Regions from separate parts of the Sus scrofa genome. Here regions 1 and 2 are each linked to region 3. A link is a contact called in public Hi-C and HiChIP or PLAC-seq data. All regions are on one chromosome and are shown on one strand. The core of a region is the stretch at or near the end of the contact, and the rest is flanking DNA. Distances in the headings are between cores, read along the strand shown.

The links. Hi-C and Micro-C count contacts between places; a contact is called where the count stands out from the background. HiChIP or PLAC-seq counts read pairs in DNA pulled down with a chosen protein or histone mark.
Region 1: an H3K27ac HiChIP or PLAC-seq map of skeletal muscle shows a contact between it and region 3, with 5 times the contacts expected there. The contact joins two enhancer-like sites. A contact is called at or near these places in 2 of 47 Hi-C or Micro-C datasets (psoas muscle and skeletal muscle) and 1 of 2 datasets of contacts at active chromatin or transcription factors (skeletal muscle).
Region 2: a Hi-C map of skeletal muscle shows a contact between it and region 3, with 6 times the contacts expected there. The contact joins two enhancer-like sites. A contact is called at or near these places in 10 of 47 Hi-C or Micro-C datasets (alveolar macrophages, embryonic fibroblasts, epiblast stem cells and 5 more).

Annotation. Positions count from the first base shown.
Region 1 is chr14:79,070,096-79,072,870 of Sscrofa11.1, forward strand. No RefSeq gene overlaps it. Among named protein-coding and RNA genes, the nearest start is that of KCNMA1, 1.0 Mb to the right of the region's middle. Within about 2 kb of position 1,381, at least 5 of the 83 cell types and tissues checked have an H3K27ac peak or open chromatin away from gene starts, as enhancers often do. A contact at or near this core is called in skeletal muscle, where this site is marked.
Region 2 is chr14:78,543,144-78,545,843 of Sscrofa11.1, forward strand. It overlaps LRMDA (a long non-coding RNA gene), which reads left to right. Exons shown (of 6, transcript XR_002338559.1): 3 at 730-856. Among named protein-coding and RNA genes, the nearest start is that of LRMDA, 590 kb to the left of the region's middle. Within about 2 kb of position 1,293, at least 19 of the 83 cell types and tissues checked have an H3K27ac peak or open chromatin away from gene starts, as enhancers often do. A contact at or near this core is called in skeletal muscle, where this site is marked.
Region 3 is chr14:78,812,607-78,815,392 of Sscrofa11.1, forward strand. The region is part of intron 5 of LRMDA (a long non-coding RNA gene); the gene reads left to right. Among named protein-coding and RNA genes, the nearest start is that of LRMDA, 860 kb to the left of the region's middle. Within about 2 kb of position 1,380, at least 14 of the 83 cell types and tissues checked have an H3K27ac peak or open chromatin away from gene starts, as enhancers often do. A contact at or near this core is called in skeletal muscle, where this site is marked.

The sequences.
Region 1 (2,775 bases), core at 131-2,630, 260 kb after region 3:
AAACTTCTCTTTGTAACAGAGAAATAAAATTTCATTTTACTCAAGCTGCATTAATTTTTAAATATTCTCTTATATGCAGCTGCACTTAATCTAAGATGATGGAGAAAACTACTTGAGGTTATATGTCAATTAATGATAAATTGACTTTTATTTTTGCATTCAGTTGGCCATGTGACCATGTTCTGGGTAATGATCTATCGTGGAAATATTATGAGGGGGCTACAAAGAACCAATGTATTTAACTCAAGAGAATTATCCAAGGAAAAGTGGGTTTAAGAGGCCTAAAAGCAGGTAGGGACAAAAAACTTGAAAATAAAGGCAACTATAAACTCCAAGAAAAATGAAACACATTTTAAAAATGGCATTACATTGTTCTATAGTGAACTATAGTTACACAATCCAAATCGTTTAAACAATAATAAAGGTCTTTTAAAAGGGAAGCTTTCTTCCAAAAATGATCACTCTTTGCTTCTGTTAGGAAACTTTATTCAAACTAAGACAATTAGTGAAAAAAATAAAATTCTTCAGGATACAGCTAAATGATGATCTTGTTTCATGATTACCTTATATGTGATGAATCCTTTATAAGTCCACTCTCATTAAGCTTGAGAATTTTTTTATTATCCATATATTATTATGTGTATTGCACTTATTCTGATAATTTTTAAGGACTGTTAATTATAGAATCTTGCAGATACCTCAATAATTGTACCTGTTTATTTTGTTATGGTTACATCCATGGCATATGGGAGTTTCCAGGGCAGGGACTGAATCTGAGCTGCAGCTGCAGAACACCAGATCCTTTAACCCACTCTGCTGGGCCAGGGATTGAACTGTACCTCTGCAACAACCCAAGCCACTGCAACTGGATTCTTAACCCACTGTGCCATAGAGGGAAACCCTCAGTAATAGTACTTTTAACCTTTTATTTTACTTGTTTATCTAACTACTGTCTTTCCCACTAGACTGTAACTCATTCATCACATAAACAACATTTTTCAGTTCCGTATTTCCATAACTTAGCCCACCATCAGGCACATCATAAGAGCTCATGCTTATTGAATGGATTAATCTGACAAAACATCATCTTATTATTATGAGAACATGTTATTTTTTGGATGTTGTCTCAAGAAGGGAGAAAAAGAAAGACATGAGAGATGATCTGATTGAAGAGGAAAGGAAAATACTGAACTTATTTAATAGATGTCCCTCTCCAAAGCACTTAAGCAGCAGCAAGCATACCCTCGCAGCATGTCTGATGATATTTCAGAGCCTCTCTTCACAGATCACCTTGCAATCCCAGGTCACAAGGTGGGAGCTGCCAGTAGTCCTGGTGGTAAACCACCACACCAGCTTCCATTCCTCCTTTAAGTGAGGTGGCTTGTGATGGACTAGCCTAGAGTAACTATGCCAACTTCCAGCTGCCCTGACCCTGTCTCCCTGCCAAACAGACTCAGATTTCAAGTGAGTAGTTTCGCAAGCCTGCAAGGAATGGATATTTATAAAGACAAGTTATGTCGTGGTCATATTCACATAGCATCATCATCAGCTCATCATTCAGGCAAACCAGAGCCATATCCTGTGAACAGTTGGCTTCACGGAATGCAGGAAGCTTGGAAGATAGTCACATGGGGAAAATAAGGGGAAGGTGAGTCTGACCAATTTAACCACATGGAATCCTACAACCTTTCTTCTTTTTATATAGGACCTTTGTCAGAGGCATTTGATCTACAGTGGAAAGAGCATGCATCTTGGAACTAATGGATCTTGTCCTTGGTTCAGGGCCTGCTACTTACTAGCTTTGTGCCCTTGAGCAAGTCCCTTCCTACCTCTGGGTTTTGTTCCCTTATTTGAAAAATGTCAACCCCATAAAGTTATTTTGAGGATTTTAAAGAAATAATGGATGTGAGCATCCTTTGTAAAATATAAATTATCTTGCTCTTTTTCACACTGGGAGATGCCTCAAGGCTGTTCAACATATTGCGTTCAACTCTTATGTAAATAAGGTTAAAGAGAAATATTACCAATTCAGGAAGAATTGCTGTTTTAATAAACAGTATGAGGGGGAAAATTCCACTAATACTTAACATCCTTCTTTGTTTATTAGTCCACTAGACAAATTTTATTGAATGCATCATCACTGTTATCAAAAAAGATTTGAGTGTCTATCTATTATTCAGTTATTCAGTAAACATTTATCAAAAGCTCAAGTGAAACGTCCCAGGTTAGCCCCCGTGAGTGAACCAGCCAGGAAAAAGGAGAATAGAATCCACATTCAGAAGGAGATGGTTATAACAAGTCAAGGCTGTGCTGGATAAGTTTTGTATTTCTAGGAATTTCTAGAATCACATCACATTGGACATGAATGCTTCTATAGCATCTCACCCCATTTGACTCTTACCTCATGCATGAATTTTGTTTATACTTTGATAACTAAAAAAAAAAGTCACTCTCTGGAGAATATTCTATTTCTAATAGATCTAATTATTAGAAAACTCTTCCTTGTATTTACCATTTGGTCCTGTCTTACGGCTGTGTAGCTTGCTTCCTCTTGTACGTGATGACCACCACTCGGATATTTGAAGATGCCACTTCCCATGCCCAGGGTCCCTTCCCTTCACTGTCCTCCTTTGCCTCTTAGCCTACTCAGCTTTTTTTTTTCATGTGTCCTTCTCAAAGTGTTGCATCCAATCTGACCTCAAAAATTCTAGGAGTGGTTCTACCAGAGTGGAATTGAACAGGACTCTTATCTCCCTCCATGTTCAAAGTTCCCAC
Region 2 (2,700 bases), core at 43-2,542, 270 kb before region 3:
CCCCAACAAAAATGAAAACAAATAAAAAGAAATCATGAAAGCAAAAGGAATAGCCACTCAAACTGGAGTGATTCCACGCTTCTGCGGATATCTTGCCTTTGGGGCAGCTACAGGGACACTGGGCAGAAACAAATGAAGCGATTAGTAAAGAAAAAAAGCGGGAGGGGAAAAAAGTCAGAGGCGGCAAATGCAGAGAAAGGAAGCCTTCCTTGCCGTTTCCTAGGACTGTGCAGAGGAGAACCGCTAAGAAATGATACTTGAAGTTATATTTATTATTGTAAGAGGGGTATGATATTTCTGGGCAGGAATGATGGATGACAACTTAAATTTGTGTCCAGGGAATGAAGGTGAACTGTGACAGAGTTATTTATCTTGGGAATGGAGGTTAGGGTCAGCCGAGGCTGGGTGCCTGAAGGCACAAGACATTGACAAATTTATCCTGCAGGCCGTATCTGAAGCCCTTTGTTTTGGATCCTGGCTACTCACTAAGTGACCCTCATCCTTCATGTTGGCAATGCGTGAAGGATGCGGTGAGCGCCAGCGGCCCCTTCTCCCCCGCCGCCCCCGCCCCGGCTCCCGCTACTAATTCTTGTCATTCACTTTGCTGACAGGCACCAAGCCCAAACTATTCCCAGTCCTGAAAGGGAAGGTTAAAATATTTATTTCGGCTCATAATGGCCTCCCTGATTTAGTGCAGGATCATTTTTCCTGTTGCCTTTGTCATTGCAGGTCACTGGAAGGACTGAGCGCGTTCGGGAGCCTGGAGGAACTCATCTTGGACAACAATCTGCTGGGGAACGACCTCGTGTTGCCAGGGTTACCCAGTCTCCATACCTTAACCCTCAACAAGAACCAGATATCCTTGGCTCTGGTGCTGCCCCCACTCCCCGCCCAGCCCCGCAGTGGTCCCCTCCCCGCCAGCCATCCCCTCTCCCCCCGCCCCCCACAAATACCTGCGAAATGTCAAATGAGTTTTATGTGTCAGCTAAATTAAAGTATGTGAAATACAGTCCATGGGCAGACAAAGCGTTCTGTCTCCTGGCACTCGGGACACTTCAGAGTAATTTATTATAGGTCATTCATAAATGAAATGCACCATTATATCTTCCTGTTGCTCCATTTTAGTGTAGAGATCTAAGTTATGGCTGCGAAGAAATCTTTTTAATAGATAAAAATAGAGAAAGAAAATAATGTCACTGCTGCCGAGAAGGGAAGGCTAAGCTGTGTTCTCTTTGCTTGGGCTTGTGTGGGAGGGCGACCTCTGGTGGGAAGCAGGGGGTAGTGCCGCTAAGCAACCTTAGCCTTTAAGGAGGTTTCTGGAAGGCTTTGGTGCAGGCTTGGGGAAGGCTTCTGGCTGAAGAGAAGAGCGAAGGGGCTAAGGTGGAAGAAGAGTGAGAAGTCCAGGCTAGCGCTGCCCTCTGTGGTGTGTCTGGTACTTGGATGATGAGAGAGCCTAGGAGAGTCATTCTAGTGTGTGGTTTCTCCTTAGGTCTGAAGATCTAGCGGCCTGGAATGAGACTCAGGGACTTATTGCCTTGGGGTCTGCGGTGAGGCTGAGAATGGAATCAGAACCTCTACCTTGTGAGTCCCGTAGCTCCTTGTGAGGCTGAAAAAGGAATCAGAACGCTTGTACTTTGTGTGTTAGAGTCACAGGGCGCGGTGCTTGCACAGTGCCAGCTCTCCCAGGCAGAGAGTTTTGTCAGTGTTAACTCCTTTATCTTTCACACCTAGAACAATACCTGGCACGGAGTTAAGGCTCCATAAATGGTTGTGGGATGAAGGAGTCATGATCATCAGATGTTCTTTATTGAGCACTCCTATGGATTAGGCGCTGTGCTAGGTAGCTTGAAGTGTGTTATTTTTTTCATTCTTACCAAATCCCTTGGGAAGGGTGTGGTTTCTCCCTTCACCTAGAGCCAACTAGGCATTTAACAACATGACAGGTCCTGGCTTGTCACACCTGTGGCTGGACCCAGAGTTCTTTCCTTATTACAGCATGCTTCAGACTTGAAGTCTTATCACCTTGTTTTATTGGTGGGGCTTTTGAGACCTGGTGTGGTTTACTCACTTGCTTCTCACATAGTAAGTTAGAAATAGAAAAGGGATTGGGATATTTTCCATAGAGTATGAAATTAAAGCCATATACATATGTTAAGATGAAGGTATATGTTTATGGCAGCTCTAAGAAGGATTTATGAAATCATTTATTAGCCACTGTTTATACATGAAATCTTAAGCTAATATTTTCTTTCTTCAGTAAAATAAGTGATTCGTGGCCACTATTAATTGATACTTTTGTGGAAGAAGGAGCGGACCTACAGGTTCTTATCAGTCCTTATCATAATGAAATATTGATTTTTTTTCCTCTCCTATCCTTTGGTCAACCAAATTTCCTAGTCATTGTTTGAAAAATGATCTTAGTCAGTGTATCTTACGTCTTCCTTGGCTGTTGAGATGATGAGTTGGATGATAGTCTCAAATCAGTTAGAATAGAAGGAGAATTAGACTAGCATTTGGATGATGTGTTTCCTGCTATGGACCCCAGTGCTCATAGCCTGTGTCCCACGTCACTGCAGAGCATTAGAGTTGTTAGGCTTGGGTTCATGAGTCAGCTTAATCATGTTTAGCCGTGTGGCCATAGTCAAGTAATCCTCTAAGAGCCTCTGTTTCTCATTTGTGTGGATGTGTGTGATGTTACCC
Region 3 (2,786 bases), core at 130-2,629:
CTCCTCCCATACGGTTCATGCTTTTTCCCCCATTCCCTTTTTCTTGTTTCACAAATGAAACTACCATTTTGTTAGGTCTGAGTTTTGTTTTAAGCTGCTCTATCTGTGATGCAGGCTTTCCCCTCACAGCTGTCACAATAATTTGGGAAGTCATATTCATAACCTCCAATAGAAAAAATAATTTGAAAATGTGCCTTCTGGTGAGATCCATCAAGTTTAAGGTCACATTTTTGGTTAAAAGTCAGACAGTGATGCTATTCATTAAACTGAAAAATGACTTGTTTTCCACTAATAGGGAAATAAACTCTGGATGAATGTTAAGTCATGCTGGCACGCACTTATATAGAAAGTAAAAGGAAACACAGATATATTTAATTTGGACATGTAAAGTCAACAGAGTTTTAGGTCTTTCTTGAGACAGGGAACCAGGAAGATTGGTTGAAACAAATGTGAATCATTAGAAGTTCATTTGCCTCCTTTAGAGGATGAGAGGATTTAAAGAAGGACTCAGTGTCGCTGTGTTTTTTCAAGCACTGTTACCTATGAATAAGAACATGTAATTTATTTCGCTGATGTTCTTAGGGATTTATTTTGGGCAGTGGATCAGAACCCTGTATTTGACTCTGTGCTCAAGTAACCCGAGAGTGCACATATCCTGTTCCTATCCACACCACACAACACATGCAAAAAAACTAAGTTTATCTGGGATCTTGTAATCATGCTAGTGTCCCTGTACGTTAATCAAATAGAAACTGACAACAAAGATTCCTTGCATATTATTCAACCATACTTTTATTTTTTCCAATATAAAGAGCGAATTAATAATATAAGAGCATTAATGCTATACTCGCCTTGTTTAGGTTTCCGTTTCCCATTTATGACTTTCTATTTTTGCTAAAAAAGATCTGTAAATTTAAAAAATATGCATGTATCTCATTAAAAAAGTTTCCCCATTCTAGCAACACTCAGCAAATCTCCAAAGAATGCAAGTGTAGAACATAAATATTTTAAGGCCTCATAAAATTGTCAGTGAATATTTTTTCCCCTTAATACCATGTTTGTTTCATTCCAGTTTACTACTGCAATTTTATTTTCCAAAGTGGCTTTTAATACAATACACAATTATTTCCAACAGGGTTGGGTAGGTCACCTCATTAAGCCTGAAAAGATCGGGCCTCTTGTGATCCTCAGGAATATCCTTGCCTTTATTCCTAATTAAAACGGCCCTCCTAAACTCTCTCAAGTTTATCAATATAAATAAGTAGCTAAGGGGGAAATAATCGCAGTTGGAAAGTTAGCGGGGCAAGGTGACCTGGTCACCAGACCCGAAGCAGCACTGTGTCTGCAGTGGTGCCCTGCCACCTGTTGGCTTTGCTGACACATAACAGGGAATTGATGTCCCTCTCAGCAGTGCCTTAACCCTCTCTGACCCCCGTCCCAGTTCATCACCCTGAGAGAAAAGAAGGGGCCGTTTGAGAATTCCAGGCCTCCTGATTTCCTCCATCATTCATGTCCTTGGCCACATGTTTCTTCTGCTAATACTCAAAATTTATGGCCGAGCACATTAAGGGCAGCACAAGTCCTTCCCTTCTTCTGGATTATTTCAGAGTTTCCTGTCAAAAGGAAATCCAAGAAGATGTGTCCTCAGCGGATTGTATGTGACAGTGCCTGCTTCTATCTCAGGAATCTGAGGCATGATGGATAAACTGTCACTTTTGAAGGATGATGTTTTCTCCATATTTCCATTATGAACCAGGCTGTCATCTCCTAATAAATTTCTTGCATTGGTATCAATTTATTTTTACAAGCAGAGGGTCTGATGTACTTGGGAAAGGCACTGACAGCAGAGCTGGCCCAGCTTGACAGAGCTGGCTCCACCTCATTTTGGAAAACTGCTTTGGTTCCAAGGACAGAACTTGACCTGCAGCCCTTGGGAATAAAAAAAAAAAAAAAAAAAAAAAAAAAAAAAAACTGTGAGAGGAAGAGAGACACATGAGGCCAAGTTCCTTCTTTTAAGCCAAAATAAATCAACCCTGTAGGACTACTATGACACAATATTATTTCTAACACAACCCTACAAACCCAGATGAGGAATGCCATATGTAGTTATTTACTAAAGATAGACCATCACAATAATGCAGGGAAACTGTGGATGGATTCAGATTATAGCTAGCCTGACAATTTCACTACTTTCACCCTCAGAAGGGATCTCAGCAGCGCTTTTCTGCATGACAAGTGAGGAGCAGAGCCCATCCGTGTAATGAATAATTTGATTACTCGTGGTGTGCAGGTCCCTGTTGTAACTACTATGAAGGGTAGGAGAAGCCATAAAACATTAGCCCTATCTCTTAAGAAACTTAAATCTAACTGAAGAGGTAAGATGCTATACAAAATTAAAGTAACTCATCATGAATATTTAATGAGCAATGCTAAGATCTTTGTCTCTTACCTCACTTAATCTTTGCCTTTAATGAGAAGGGAGGTGGTAAAGCATCATAATGGTTAAGGCAGTAGCCATTGGAGACAAACTGCCTAGATTTGTGGCTCAGCTCTGCTATGTGCTAGCAACCCAAGCACCTACCTAATTTCTCTGGGTCTTAGTTTTCCTCATCTGTAAAAGAGGAATAGAATTTAGCACTGCTTCACAGAAGTGTTGTAAAAAATTGTATAGATGAATATGTGGCCCATGTTTACAAAATAAGTACAAATACTCATTAGCAATTTTTTAAACAATATCATCATCATGACTATTATCATTACTATCTAACAGTGAAGGATGGTATGGC